Linked DNA regions of Mus musculus: regions 2 and 3 are each linked to region 1. The links are chromatin contacts, called in public HiChIP or PLAC-seq and promoter capture Hi-C maps. All regions are on one chromosome and are shown on one strand. Each heading gives the region's core, a stretch centred on a gene start, on an enhancer-like site or on the middle of the called end of the contact. The rest is flanking DNA. Distances are from core to core; before and after follow the strand shown.

Region 1 (4,169 bases), core at 608-3,107:
TTCTCCAGCCGGGTCGCGGAGAGACGCAGCTCCCAGGGGACCGGGTGGGACCAGAAAAGGCTGAACCGACCGGTGACCACGGCGGGAGCAGGAAACGATTCTCCCCTCCCCCTAAAAGGAGTTCAGCTCCCAACCCAGGCCCCCGCCTCGCCATCGCCATTCAGGCTGCGCCCCCAAGCCCGGGCGAAGCCGGGAGGGTGTCCACACAAAGCGGGGAACCGGGGAGCAGAGAGACCCGGGTTGAGCAGGCTCCCCAAGGCCTCGCGTCCCTTCCTCGCGGCGCCGGCTGGCCGGCGACCACCCCTCGGATCGCGGCCCCGGGATCCTCCGCACGCTCCCTGTGCCCAGGACCAGGAACGAGGCGGGCAGCGGCGGAGGGAGGGCGGCCGGGGACCTGCCGCGGGCTCCCGGGCAGCCTTGGCCACCGCGCGAGGACTCAAACTCGCGACGGCCCGGCCCTCGCGGCCGCGCCTCGGCGATGCTCCCGGGGAAGGTGGGGCCACCGGGCCGGGGTGGAGCGCGGCGCCCGCGAGCTCGCGCTAGGGGCGGCGAGAGCGAATCGGGGTCTTACCGAGCACCGCACGCGCGTCCGCTCCCGCGGGGCCGCTGGGGTCGGGCGGCGGGGGAGGGGCGCGGTCCCGCGGCGGCAGCGGCAGCCCGGCTTGGTGGCGCGGCGGCGCGGCTGGGCGCCGGGAGGCGGAGAAAGCGAGGCGAGGCCGGCTTCCTAGCGGCGGGCGGCGAGAAATGCAGCTGTCCCTGCGAAGCTGCCGGCGGGGCCACAAGTGGGGCGCGCGGGGAGGAGCGGGGCTGCGCGCGCGGCGGGGCTCAGGCTGCGACACCCCCAGACCCTCTCCCCAGGACTGGAAGCAGGAATAGGGATCCCGAGGCCAATGCGGTTGCGCAGGATACGGGGCAAGGGGAGAGGGATAAGGGGCAAGGGGCCTCTGAGGACACTGGGACAGTCTCCTCTGTGCATTCCTGCACAGACCGCTCCTCTTGAGGACTTGTGATCTTCCCTTTATGGCCCGGTGTGATGCGCTTGGGCTCTGCCGACTTGGGAAGCACCTTAAGGGGTTGTTAAAGCAAGGAGACCTGAGACGTGGGAAATTTGGGAAAGAGGGGGACCTAAATGCAAGGCTGACCTGAGAGTTTGCAGACATACACGAGGAGCCACTAGTGAGGGCTGTAGAAGATGCACGAACCTCTCTGGGCTTGGGGACATCAGGAGTGTGGGAAAGTGGCAGCTCTGCGGAGTTAGAGTTCAGGAAATAAAATGTAATATTGAGGCCAGAGGAAATCGTGAAGTTGATTAGGAAAATCAAAGTTACCACCCACTAACATCTTATCTCCACCCAGCATTCGCCATTACTTCAAAGGCTTCTGAGCCTCGATAAGGGATTCCACAAACGTTTTAATAAACGGTCGATCAACTGGTTAATTTTCCAAGTGGTTTGGTTTTGTGCACTAATTTGGAGATGAGAAAAGGGAACAGAGGGAATGATGGAAGAGCCTGCCCATTTGTGTGTGGAGCCCTGCACACAGCCCTCTCCTCTTCCGAAGACTTACAATCTTTGCTGAGAAGTCTGGGCATGCTCACCCAAGAGACATCTGATGGTGAAAATCACAAACCAAGGCCCCAGAGTCTCCATCCTTTGCTTGTCAAGGGTAATTTCTTCAGCGAGGTGGAATCTGAGGATACCCTGGGAGAAACCCCACCTCTGAGAATCCCTTGTTCCCTTCGGCCCCTCTGCCCATGCCCCTTCACCCGGCTTCCGGGAACCCTCACACTATCAGGACCCCACGTGAAAAATTCTGACTCTGAAGTCCTCCGATGTGGCTGCTGACTGAGATGTCACCAAGCGCTCAGGATTTATCCTCTCGGCCAGTAAAGCCTAGATGATGGTATCGAGTTTGTCACTTTATACTGTAGTGTTAACTTCACCTGTCACTTTTCTGCTTATTGGCAGAATCTTTCTCTAATCTGTCCCAGTCACTTTGACATTTCAGGACTTGGGGTTGGGGTGGGGGCTACCAATCTGGAGATTTTCCTGTTTGTGCGTGCCTCTAGGATGCTTATGAAATGTATTTTCATTCAAGTCGTTAGCAAAGCCAGCTAGTCGCTGTGATTGTCACCCTTGAAGTAGCCTGTCTGTGAGCTTTTCAATGTCCTCCTTTGGGGTCGATTCCGGAAGCAGCTTCCCAGTCCTGCCTCCCTACACCCCCACCCCCACCTCCACCCCTGCTTCTCATACCCAGAGCAACTTCACTCTCCCCTACTGCTGCTCTGAGCACCTAGAGGCTCAGGTTAGGTTCTCTTGCAACCCAGCCCCTCTTATCTGCTGCCTGCCTCAGGTCTCCAGCATCAGGTCCCTTGGAGATCTCATGGAGGCTAACAACAAACTCAAAACCATTCCTCCCTCATCTAAACGCCACCTCTTGGCACAGAGGCTAACCAGCTCAGTCCCTGCCCTCCCTCTTCCTGGGTATTCTGTTGCTCTCCAGCTGTAGCCATCCTTCCTTCCCTTTCCCCTACTTCTTCCCACAGCTGCTGCCTGGCTCCAGCCCCTGTGCTCTGCTCTCCACAGCTGGTGAGAGACCCGTCCTGCTCTCTAGCCAAACTTCCTGCCTGCTTCAGAGAACTCCAATCCGTTCTTTCTTTCCACCGTCCCCTTTCTGCTTCAAGCCTACCAACACTTCAAGATGCCCCCTTTTAAACTAATCCTGTCCTGATCCTGCCCTGCCCGCAAGCCATCGCCCTAGTAATGTCATCTCATCCGAAGTAGACTTCCTCTAAAATGGAGACGCATATCTCTTACTTGTTCCAGCCTCATTCTAGCTTTTCTTTCCTGCGGTCTGGCCTTCTTCCCCAGTCATCCCAGGAGCTACACTCTGTGGGAGGCCCTGGCAGGAACCTGGTTGTCTAAACCCATGAACCTCCTGCTTACCCCACTTCTTGGCTCTGATACAACCCCAGGTGCTTTTAAGGCTTCTTTGAAATTTCTCCCACCCCACAGATTGCCCATCCTACAAGGTTTCCCCAACAACCCCCACGCTTCTTCAGTAGCCTTCTCTAGCACCCAATTCCTTCCTGCTCTTCCAACAAACTAGGTCCTAGGATGTGTTCACAGAGGTTAATAGTTTTCAGTGGGCACCAAACTTTAGGACTTCTTCAACCTGCTACATGACTTTGGGGCCAGGCACTTAACTCTCTGTGCCTCAGGTCCCTTACTTGTGCTGATTAAGGTCTAGTTCATTTAATGTATTTGGGTGTTTTGCCTGCATTCACATGTGTGCCTAAAGAAGGCATCAGATCCCCTGGAACTGGAGTTACAGATGGTTGTGAGCCATCATGTGGATGCTGAGAATCAAACCCAGGTCCTCTGGAAGAGCATCCAGTGATGTTTAACACAGAGTACAAGTTGGCAAGGTATGTTTAGGGCCATTTCAAAAATTTCTGGAATCTGTTCTAATCCCAAGCAAAAATCCACTTAATATTTCTTGAGACAGGATCTCAACTACATAACACTGGCTGTTCTGAAATTCACTGTGTAGACCAGACCTATCTCAAACTCCCAGGGATCCACCCACATATGCCCAATGAGTGCTGGGATTAAAGGCCGCTGCCACTATGCCTAGTTTCATTTAATACTGTCTATGAAAGTCAAGTCAGCAACCTCCAACAGCAATTTTTTTAAAAAATCAAACACTCTAACAAATAACAGTGATTTGATCCATTCTTGGGAGTGACAAATTAAAACTCTTTGTTTTCTATAATTAAACTACTTTGATTCTATTTAAAAAAAAAAAAAACAGGAAACTTTGCATATAAAGAATGCAACTCTTTTTTTTTTTTTCCCCCGAGACAGGGTTTCTCTGTACAGCCCTGGCTGTCCTGGAACTCACTCTGTAGACCAGGCTGGCCTCGAACTCAGAAATCTGCCTGCCTCTGCCTTCCGAGTACTGGGATTAAAGGCGTGCGCCACCACTGCCCGGCAGAATGCAACTCTTAATGTATAATAAATATTCTTGAATTCCAGCCAATGTGATTCTGGGTGTATTAGCTGGATTTTGTTTTTGTTTTTTTGTTTTCTGCGGTGATATTGGTGATGTGAAATGTGTGTGTTGTATGTTCAGAACAAAGTCTCTGTTGAAGCGTGGATACGACACGC
Region 2 (3,975 bases), core at 1,192-3,691, 720 kb before region 1:
TCACATCGGGTGGCTCTTAGCCACCTGGAAGTCAGTTCCAGGGGATCTGACGTCTCTGGCCCCGGAGGACACAGCACTCATATGCACTATTACCTTTAGGATATTACCTCCCCATTGTTACCTTTAGATCATAATAAGTGCAAGGGAGTCTGGAGAGTAGAATGTGATGCCTTCTCAAATATGCACATATCCCAGATGACCTTCAAAAGGTGAGCATAGGATGGATCTTGGGTCCCAGAGTTCCCCTGTGCCCTGTTCAGTCTAGTTTAGTTTCCAATATCAGATCTCATGTAGCCTATGCTGCTGGCTTTGAGTTCCCCATGTCAGTGGTGATCTTGGACTTCTGATCTTTCCATCTTCACAAGTGCTCAGAGCACAGCCATTTACCACCATGCCCAGCTACACAGGGCCACGGGCCAAATTTAGGTCTTCTTCCATGGTAGGCAAGTTCTCTACTAACCAAACCACATTCCTGGCTCCTCCTTTGCCACAAAAGTGATCATTTATGTAGATGGGTATTTTATTTTGCCTGCGAGCATAATCTGTGTATCTCGTGCCTGCCTGGTGCTTGAAGAAGTCAGAAGAGGGAGTCAGGACCCCTGGAACTGGGTTCCAGATGCTTGGCAGCTGCCATGTACGTTCTGGGAACTCAAACCTGGACCCCTTGGGAGAACGGCCAGTGATGCTTTGAACCACTGTGGCACCTCTGCAGCCCCGCCCCTTTGATGTTTAACGGGAGGCTAATGAGCATGCATTGTCACGAGTCTGAGTATGGCTCAGATTGTTTCTGTTGGATAGTGCTAGGTAGGGAACAGGGTTCTGAGGTCACCGCCCTGCAGGCTGTCTCACAGTAGAGGCTCAAGCGTTTGCTACAATTTATTTATAATGCTTGCAAGTGGCTGGGCCCAGGCCCACTGAACCAGAGATTCTTAAGAATGGGACTTTGAAACCTACATTTTTTTTTCAATCCTGGGGTGGGGCAAATACAGGCCTTCACGCGTGTTCTATCGCTAGGCTACATCGCCAGCCCTTTTTACATTTTTATTTTGAGACAGTTTTCCAAGCTGGCCTTAAACTCAAGCCATAGTCCAGGTAGCTGAGGCAGGCCTTGAACTTGTGACCCTGTCTTTTCCTTTTTCTCTGAGTTTTAAAATAGAAGAATAACCGTAAACAGCTTTCTTCTTCCCTTCCTTCTCTTCCTTCTCCATCATCCCTCTTTTTTTTTTTTTTTTTTTTTTTTTTTTTTTGAGACAAGGTTTTTCTGTGTATCCTGGAACTTGCTCTGTAGACCAGGCTAGCCTCAAACTCACAGAGGTCCACCTGCCTCTGCTCCCCTGGTGCTGGAATTAAAGTTGTCCGTCAGCACCCCCTGGTTGACTTTGAGCTTTCAACCTTCCCATTTCGATCTCCCAACTGCCAGGCTGGGATTACAGGTGTGACCACTATATCCAGTTCAGGTCATGCTGGAGAGAGAACCTAGGGTTCCGAGTGTGCTCTGATAAGTTCTCCCCAACAGCCACGTCCTCAGGGTTGTCCAGTTACTTCTAAAGTGGTGTGCTTCCCCCTGGGTTGAGACAACATGGAATCCTTGGGTCCTGGTTTGGGGTTAGAGCTAATTATTGTGTGATCTGGGTGATGGCCTGCTGTCTGCCATGTGTGCAGTGTTGTGCCTTAGGTCAGATGTATCTGGGGGACAGTTATCAAAATCAGGGTGTGCAGTTTCGTTTCAAAACACCCAGTTTCCTGTTTCATTTCATCCATATTCGGCAGGGCATAGTTTGTAATGGTCTTATTCAGAGGGTGGAAAGAGAGCATTTAAACAGTAAAAGGCCCACCTTAAGAAGTAGAGTCGTAAAAGAGAATGGTTTTTGAAGTGTTTAAAGGAGTGGAATGAAGTCTTGTGCACTCCACAGGGCAGACTGCTGCTATTGTGGTCTATGTCCACTAGATGGCACCACAGCACAAGCTACTACGGGTATCCCCTCCCTTTGCCTCATCCCAGAAAACAGGTTCTCCAAGCACTTGTCTCAGTATTAAACTTAACAGGAATGCAAATCCCCAGCTCATACCCGAGACTTACTGACCGAGAACCGTGTAGCACTTTGTCCACGTAGTTTAGATGCAGACTTAAGTTTGAGAGCCACTGTCCTAGAATCAACCTTGGGGTAGCTTGGGAAGATACCTGTAGTACGCCAAAAGCGCTTGCTGGGGAGGGAATGAGGAGGTGCGTGGGGGGCGGGGCGGGGTGAGGAGGGGAGGGAGGGTGGAAGACAGTCAATGGTGCAGGTATATTTAGTGCCAAGGAGCTGCTCCAAAATCAGAGAGCTGATATGGACTAGGGGGCAAGACTGGATTTCTCCCAAGTCGGGGAAGTAGAGGAGAGAAAAGAGGGCTCTTCAAAGAGATCCCCTCCCTTAGGGCGCCAGATCATGGGCTAGGAGCTGAATCATAGGCTGAGTTCTCTGCCGGGAGCCCCAGGGCAGCTGTGTCCTCATTGTGGCTGTTCATCTCAGCCTGTTCTGAAATTTCACCAACCTACTACTGTGTTAATGGATTGAAATCTTGCAACCCTCCCAAGACGACCCAGGAAAATGGATGCTAAGAATCAAAAAGAAGCTTGAGACGGGGTGGGAAAATCACTAGTGAATTAAAACCTTATTTTTGTCTTTTCGATCCTATCTGTACCCTCAGGGAAGGCCAGTGCAGAATGAATTCATCTCTCTCTCTCTTTTTTTTTTTTTACACAAAAATTCCTTTTGCAGGTCGCAGCTGAGGCTTCACAGGGGCGACATACCATGCAAATATGTATTTTTTTTTCAGTTATGATGTATACAGTTTTTAGTTTGATTTATTTTTGGTGTCAGAAACAAAATGGAAGTTAGCTCTTTAAAAATGAGTGTGGCTGGCTGAATAAATAAATAATATGCTCTTGGCCAGTACCTGCCAGTACCTCCTTAATTGCCCATTGATTCTTTAATTCTCTGCCTTTCACCATCTACGAAATTAAGAGGCCACAGAGCATGGAGATGTCTTTTGCCAAACAACTAAAAGAATCAGAGGTTTTCGAAGGTCTGGTTCTTCCTGGGGGGCTTTTACCTAGCATTGAGGGGCACAAGTTACCCAAGGATGGAAGCCTGGTGTCCTGCTTGGACCCTTCCCAGGCTTCTGTACCGTCACTTGGCTTTCCAGCCACAAACATGTACTGTGTCCACTCTGGCGGGCCACCAGTGGCAGCAGGGACCCGGTTGTCCCTCCTCGTGGTCTCTGGAGGTTGGGTGGTCTGTCATGGTCTCTCTCCAGCAAACGCTGCCGTTCAGAGTGTTCACACTCCTCCGATAGCCCCAACCACGGGTCCTGGGAGCTGGCTGCCTCCTTTCTGCCAGGGGAGATGTTCCAGGAAGCTCTCCTTTATCCCATTTCTGGAACCACCAACCAATCTCCCCTCCCTCGGAAGTCTCCTGGCATCTATCTAGCCTCCTCTTCTCCCTTTCCTTCCCGTCAAGGCACAGAGGCCTGTGTTCTCATCGCAGGCTGTCTCCTAGGACCCTTCTCCAGGGTGCACTCTTCCTCAGGATGCTACCCTGCAACGCCTTCCTCCAGGGCATGGCTCTGAGCATTCACACCCCTCTGTAAGCTGCTACACCGGGTGGGGTAAGGACAGGTCGTGCCAGCTGCTTCTCTGTAGAAGTCTCTTAAATGGGTCTGCTTCCATGGTCTAGGGTGGGGCCCTCTCTGTTTCTCTGGGTTCATAGGACTCGTCATTTCTTCCACCCTGGAGACACAATGCCAGTTGCCTCTGCCTTTCTCCTATCCTGGAGTCTCCATGAATGCGTACTTGGTTACTGTTGGTGTCCCCATGAGAACGTCTACTCTGGGCTGGGAGCCCAGGCAAGGATACCCCGCCGGGAGCAGGGGGACCTTGCCTTTTGCCTCTGGACCCCTCAGCGGCCCCTCCTCTCTGTTCTCGTGCTCCTC
Region 3 (4,572 bases), core at 1,576-4,075, 860 kb before region 1:
GCTCCACCCAGACACAAGCAAGCAGCCTCCCATCTCTGCTGCTACAGACCACACCCTCTCAAACTATAAACCAAAACAAATCCTTCTGCCCTTCAGTGGCTGTCAGCTCACAGCAATAGTAAGTAATACACTCTCTCTGGAGACCTGAGAAGTCAGCAGGGCTGTTTCCCAGGGAGACTGCAGAGGGCAGGACCCAGGCTACTTACCATACTATACAGGTAAGGTCCCCAGGACAGCACTGAATCTAAAGAAAACCAGATGGATACAAATTAGCTATATCTTTCCAAAAAAATACCCCACAATGGCTTCCCTTCTAAGCACAAAGGGACAGGAGCAAGAAACCCAGTGACTTTGAGGGGAAACACTCCAGAGAACCCTAGTGTCCAAGCAGGAATGGCTGACATCTCAGTGGCTGGAAGATGTTCTTCCTGCCAATTCTAAGGTCCAATGCCAGGCGTGTTGGCACACGCCTTTAATCCCAGCACCTGGGAGGCAGAGGCAGGCGGATTTCTGAGTTCGAGTCCAGCCTGGTCTACAAAGTGAGTTCCAGGACAGCCAGGGCTATACAGAGAAACCCTGTCTCAAAAAAACAACCAACCAACCAACCAACCAAAAAAAAAAAAAACAAAAAACAAAAAACAAAAAAAACAAAAAGAACCCCAAATAAACAAACAAACAAAAAAGCTAATCTTTTCTATATTTTATTATGAAAAAATCCAAACATAGAAAATTTGAACTTTTTTGCTGCAAAACACTCTGTGGCTCATAGTCTACCACTAATATCAAACTACAATACTTTATTTTTATCTATTCATGTATTCATTCTTTCTCTTGAGATGGAGGTCTTGCTCTGCAGCCCAGGTTAGAGAAAAACCTCATGGAAATTCTTTAGCTGCAGGCTTCTGAGAACAAGGCACATAGTACAGCCTCTGGTGGTTAAGTGTGTTTGGCTCTGATCATAAAGAACATGGAAAGCTGGGCGTGGTGGCGCATGCCTTTAATCCCAGCACTCGGCAGGCAGAGGCAGGCGGATTTCTGAGTTCGAGGCCAGCCTGGTCTACAGAGTGAGTTCCAGGACAGCCAGGGCTATATAGAGAAACCCAGTCTTGAAAAAAAAAACAAAAAACAAAAAACAAAAACAAAACCAAAAAAAAGGCTAGATTTTTCAGGCATTTGGCCCCACTCATGTTGGAGCAGGAGAAAAGTAGACAGCAGACTCCCACTTCTCTGCAGCCCTGCCCTCAGTGGCAACGTAGGACACAGGATACGCACTACACTTTCTAGAAGCTATAAAATCTACAGGTTGCAAAGAAAAACATTTCTGCTGATGCATAGGAGGCATGGGGGAGGATAAAAACCTGAGTCAGGGACACATTCTTTGTTCTTGCTTTCTTTTGTGAGTTTGTTATCTTAAAACAAAGTTTGCAGAGACAAAAGTCACTTCCAGGTAGCTCTTGCTGTTGCTTGGCTCTGTGAGGTGACTCAGTACCCCTAAAATATTCCGTAAAATAAAAATTTATCTTCAGACAGACATATCATACACACACACCTCTGCAGTCCATGTTTTCTTCAAATTCCTCTCCACAAGCCCTTGATACCTTCTTTTAAATAACTGCTTTGAAGATAGTATATCACACACAGTGATGTTGACCATGCTATCAAGAGAGAAAAAGTCCACTTTTTTTTTGCTGTGTTTAAAATACATAACCAAAAGTTATAGGATCTATATAGTAATTTTTTATGAATTACTAGTATATTAATGACACATGTGATTTGATAATAATATTTTCGATTCACTTTATCTATGTGAGCGTTTTGCCTGCAGGCTTATATATGCATCATATGTATGCTTGAGGAAGTGCCAGATCCCCTGGATCATGAGATGTGGAGTTCTGAATCTGTACGCCACCATGTGGGTCTTGGGAACCAAACTTGGGTCCTTTGGAAGAGCAACAATGCCCTTAACCCCTGAGCCACCACTTCAAAGTAATGGGTTTCTGAAAATAGAATCTAGACTCTTTCTTTCTCTCTTCTTTTCTTTCTTTCTTTCTTTCTTTCTTTCTCTCTCTCTCTCTCTCTCTCTCTCTCTCTCTCTCTCTTTTTCTTTCTTTCTTTCTGTTTTTTTTTTTTTTTTTTTTTTTTTTTTTTTTTGAGACAGGGTTTCTCTGTGTAGCCCTGGCTGTCCTTGAACTCACTCTGTAAACCAGGCTGGCTTGGAACTCAGAAATCCACCTGACTTTGCCTCCCAAGAGCTGAAATTAAAGGTGTGCGCCACCACTGCCCAGCTCTAGTCTTAAAAGACCTGCTGGTTCGTGCTTTAATCTGACTTCATCTTTTCAGATGCAATTTTTTAAAATTCTAGGCCTGAGACTATGGAGATGGCTCAGTAATTTAAGAGCACTTGTTGGTTTTCCAGAGGACTCAAATTCAGTTCCCAGCATCTGCACCGGCCACTCAAAAAGCCCTGTAACCCTAGCTCCAGAGAAACCCACTCCTTCTGCATAAACCCACACATGTGGCATATACATTCATACACACATATGCACATAAAATAATAAAAACAAGTCTTAAAAGATAAAACATAAGCCTTTTGTCGGAGAAGACAAACACGGGCCGGGCTGAGGGGATGGTGGTTATCCAGTTGTAGTTTTCTCAATTCTTCCCTACTTAGTAACCAAGGTCAGATGACATATTAACTGCCTCCTTTGTAGCACCTCCCTCGAGAGCCCTTTGTAGGAGGTCCTGGGTGGGTCCGACCGGCAGAGGGAGCGCGGAATCCTTAGGAGTGTCAGGGCCCACTTAGGCTCCGCCCCTGACTCCGCCCAGTCCCCGCGCAAGCCGTCACGCGATGGCCTTTGGCTCCTGCCTGTTGCTGATGTTGCGGCGGGGTTTTCATCATGGAGCTCTCGCGGCGGATCTGTCTCGTGCGACTGTGGCTGCTGCTCCTATCGTTCTTACTGGGCTTCAGCGCGGGTAGGTTCGTGAGAAAGACGCACCAACGGTGGGTGCCTCCTTCTCGAATTTGTTGATGCGTTCGCGTTTTTCTTTTTCTTTTTTTTAAAACACATTTCTTTCTCCCGCTTCTTCCCTTGAGAAATTTATATTGTTTCTGAACCTCTTAATTTTTATTTGTGTCTTAATTCAAAGTGCCTTTTCCTGCCCCTTCCTGATGCAGGGTGATTCCTGGAGATGGAAGTGTTTGTACAGAAACGTATGGTTTCAGGAAATTGCTGATGAGTGAGACTTCACGGTCTAAAGGCCACCTCCCCTTTCTCCTGTGGTTAGCTGCCTAGTGACGTTTTAGGGTCATTTGATTGAGCTGAGATTGGAGGCCAAAGAGACCTCTACAAATCCTTGCTTTGAAACAAAGCCTGCCACCTCTGCTGGTTTAGAAGAGACAAAATATCAGCTGACTGCTCTGGCCTATTTTTGGGCAAAAAAGAATTTTGTTTTGTGGAATGACTTGCAAATTGGCACATTTTCTTTCTTTCTTTTCTTCTCGTTTTTTTCCTTTTTTTCTTTTTGTTTGTTTTTCCAGACAGGTTTTTTTCTGTGTAGCCTTGGCTGTCCTGGAACTCTCTCCATAGACTAGGCTGGCCTCGGACTCTTACCTACCAAGTGTCTGGATTAACTCTCACTTTATTAAAGGAAAAAAATATATTTTGTCTTGCCTCCATGTCTGTCTGTGTACTACTTGTATGCCTGGTGCTCTGAGAAGTCAGAAGAGGGCTTTGGATCTCAGGAAAGCGAAGGTACAGAAGTTGTGAGCTGCCATGTGAATTCTGGGAATTAAACCCAGGTCCTCTGGAAGAGCAAGACAGTGAGAAAGTGATCTTACCAGCTGAGCCATCTTTCCAGCCTTTTAATTTAATTTCTTTCTTTCTTTCTTTCTTTTTTAATTTGTTTTGTGAGTGTCAAAGGGTGTGTGTGTGTGTGTGTAGTCAGAGGACAACACGGAGAAGTCAGTTTTTCTATGATGTAGCTCCCTGTGACTGAACTAAGGGTGCCAGGCTTGGTGGCCACTGTCTTTTATCTCCTGAGTCATCTCACCACCCCTGATTTTCAGTCTTTTTTTTTTTTTCAAAGATTTATTTATTTTATGTATATGAGTACACTGTAGCTGTGCAGATAGTTGTGAGCCATCGTGTGGTTGTTGGGAATTGAACTCAGGACCTCTGCTCGCTCCATCCAGCCCTGTTCACCCCATCCCAAAGATTTATTTATTATTATATGTAAGTACACTGTAGCTGTCTTTAGACACGCCAGAAGAGGGTGTCAGATCTCATTACAGATGGTTGTGAGCCATCACTTTCAGCACTTGGGACTTGAACTCAGGACCTCTGGAAGAGCAGTCAGTGCGCTTAACCACTGAGCCACCTCTTCAGCCCCACCCCTTATGTTTTAACAGGAGTTTGTACCAGGGAAGGGAGAAAAACACCAGGGTTTACATTATGAGGGACTTGAGCCTTATCAGTCATTTCCAAGGGAACTCTAATTTCATGTTATTTTATAGATACAGCCACACCCGTAATTTTTCAGCCTGTTTTTCCTTAGATGCATCCCCACCCTGAC

What was found. HiChIP or PLAC-seq counts read pairs in DNA pulled down with a chosen protein or histone mark. Capture Hi-C pulls out chosen DNA fragments and counts their contacts.
Region 2: an H3K27ac HiChIP or PLAC-seq map of stem cell-derived neural progenitor cells shows a contact between it and region 1, with 5 times the contacts expected there. The contact joins the enhancer-like site here to the promoter of 2210416O15Rik in region 1. A contact is called at or near these places in 2 of 39 promoter capture datasets (the C10 cell line and liver), 2 of 15 datasets of contacts at CTCF or cohesin (embryonic stem cells and large pre-B cells), 1 of 484 Hi-C or Micro-C datasets (reprogramming fibroblasts), 11 of 115 datasets of contacts at active chromatin or transcription factors (astrocytes, craniofacial prominence, embryonic basal ganglia and 7 more) and 1 of 9 other capture datasets (embryonic stem cells).
Region 3: a promoter capture Hi-C map of adipose tissue shows a contact between it and region 1. The contact joins the promoter of Scpep1 here to the promoter of 2210416O15Rik in region 1. A contact is called at or near these places in 4 of 115 datasets of contacts at active chromatin or transcription factors (embryonic basal ganglia, embryonic forebrain, forebrain and 1 more) and 1 of 9 other capture datasets (adipose tissue).

What each region holds. Positions count from the first base shown.
Region 1 is chr11:88,095,746-88,099,914 of GRCm38.p6, reverse strand. 2210416O15Rik (RIKEN cDNA 2210416O15 gene) reads right to left here and starts at 1,857. Exons shown (of 4, transcript NR_045499.1): 1 at 1,787-1,857; 2 at 1,598-1,700; 3 at 1,163-1,246; 4 at 1-1,053. It overlaps Cuedc1 (CUE domain containing 1), which reads right to left and starts at 769. Exons shown (of 11, transcript NM_198013.3): 1 at 572-769.
Region 2 is chr11:88,821,212-88,825,186 of GRCm38.p6, reverse strand. No RefSeq gene overlaps it. Among named protein-coding and RNA genes, the nearest start is that of 4930556N13Rik, 28 kb to the left of the region's middle. Within about 2 kb of position 2,441, at least 52 of the 459 cell types and tissues checked have an H3K27ac peak or open chromatin away from gene starts, as enhancers often do. A contact at or near this core is called in pancreatic cancer cells and stem cell-derived neural progenitor cells, where this site is marked.
Region 3 is chr11:88,953,695-88,958,266 of GRCm38.p6, reverse strand. Scpep1 (serine carboxypeptidase 1) reads left to right here and starts at 2,825. Exons shown (of 13, transcript NM_029023.3): 1 at 2,825-2,973. The coding sequence starts at 2,898.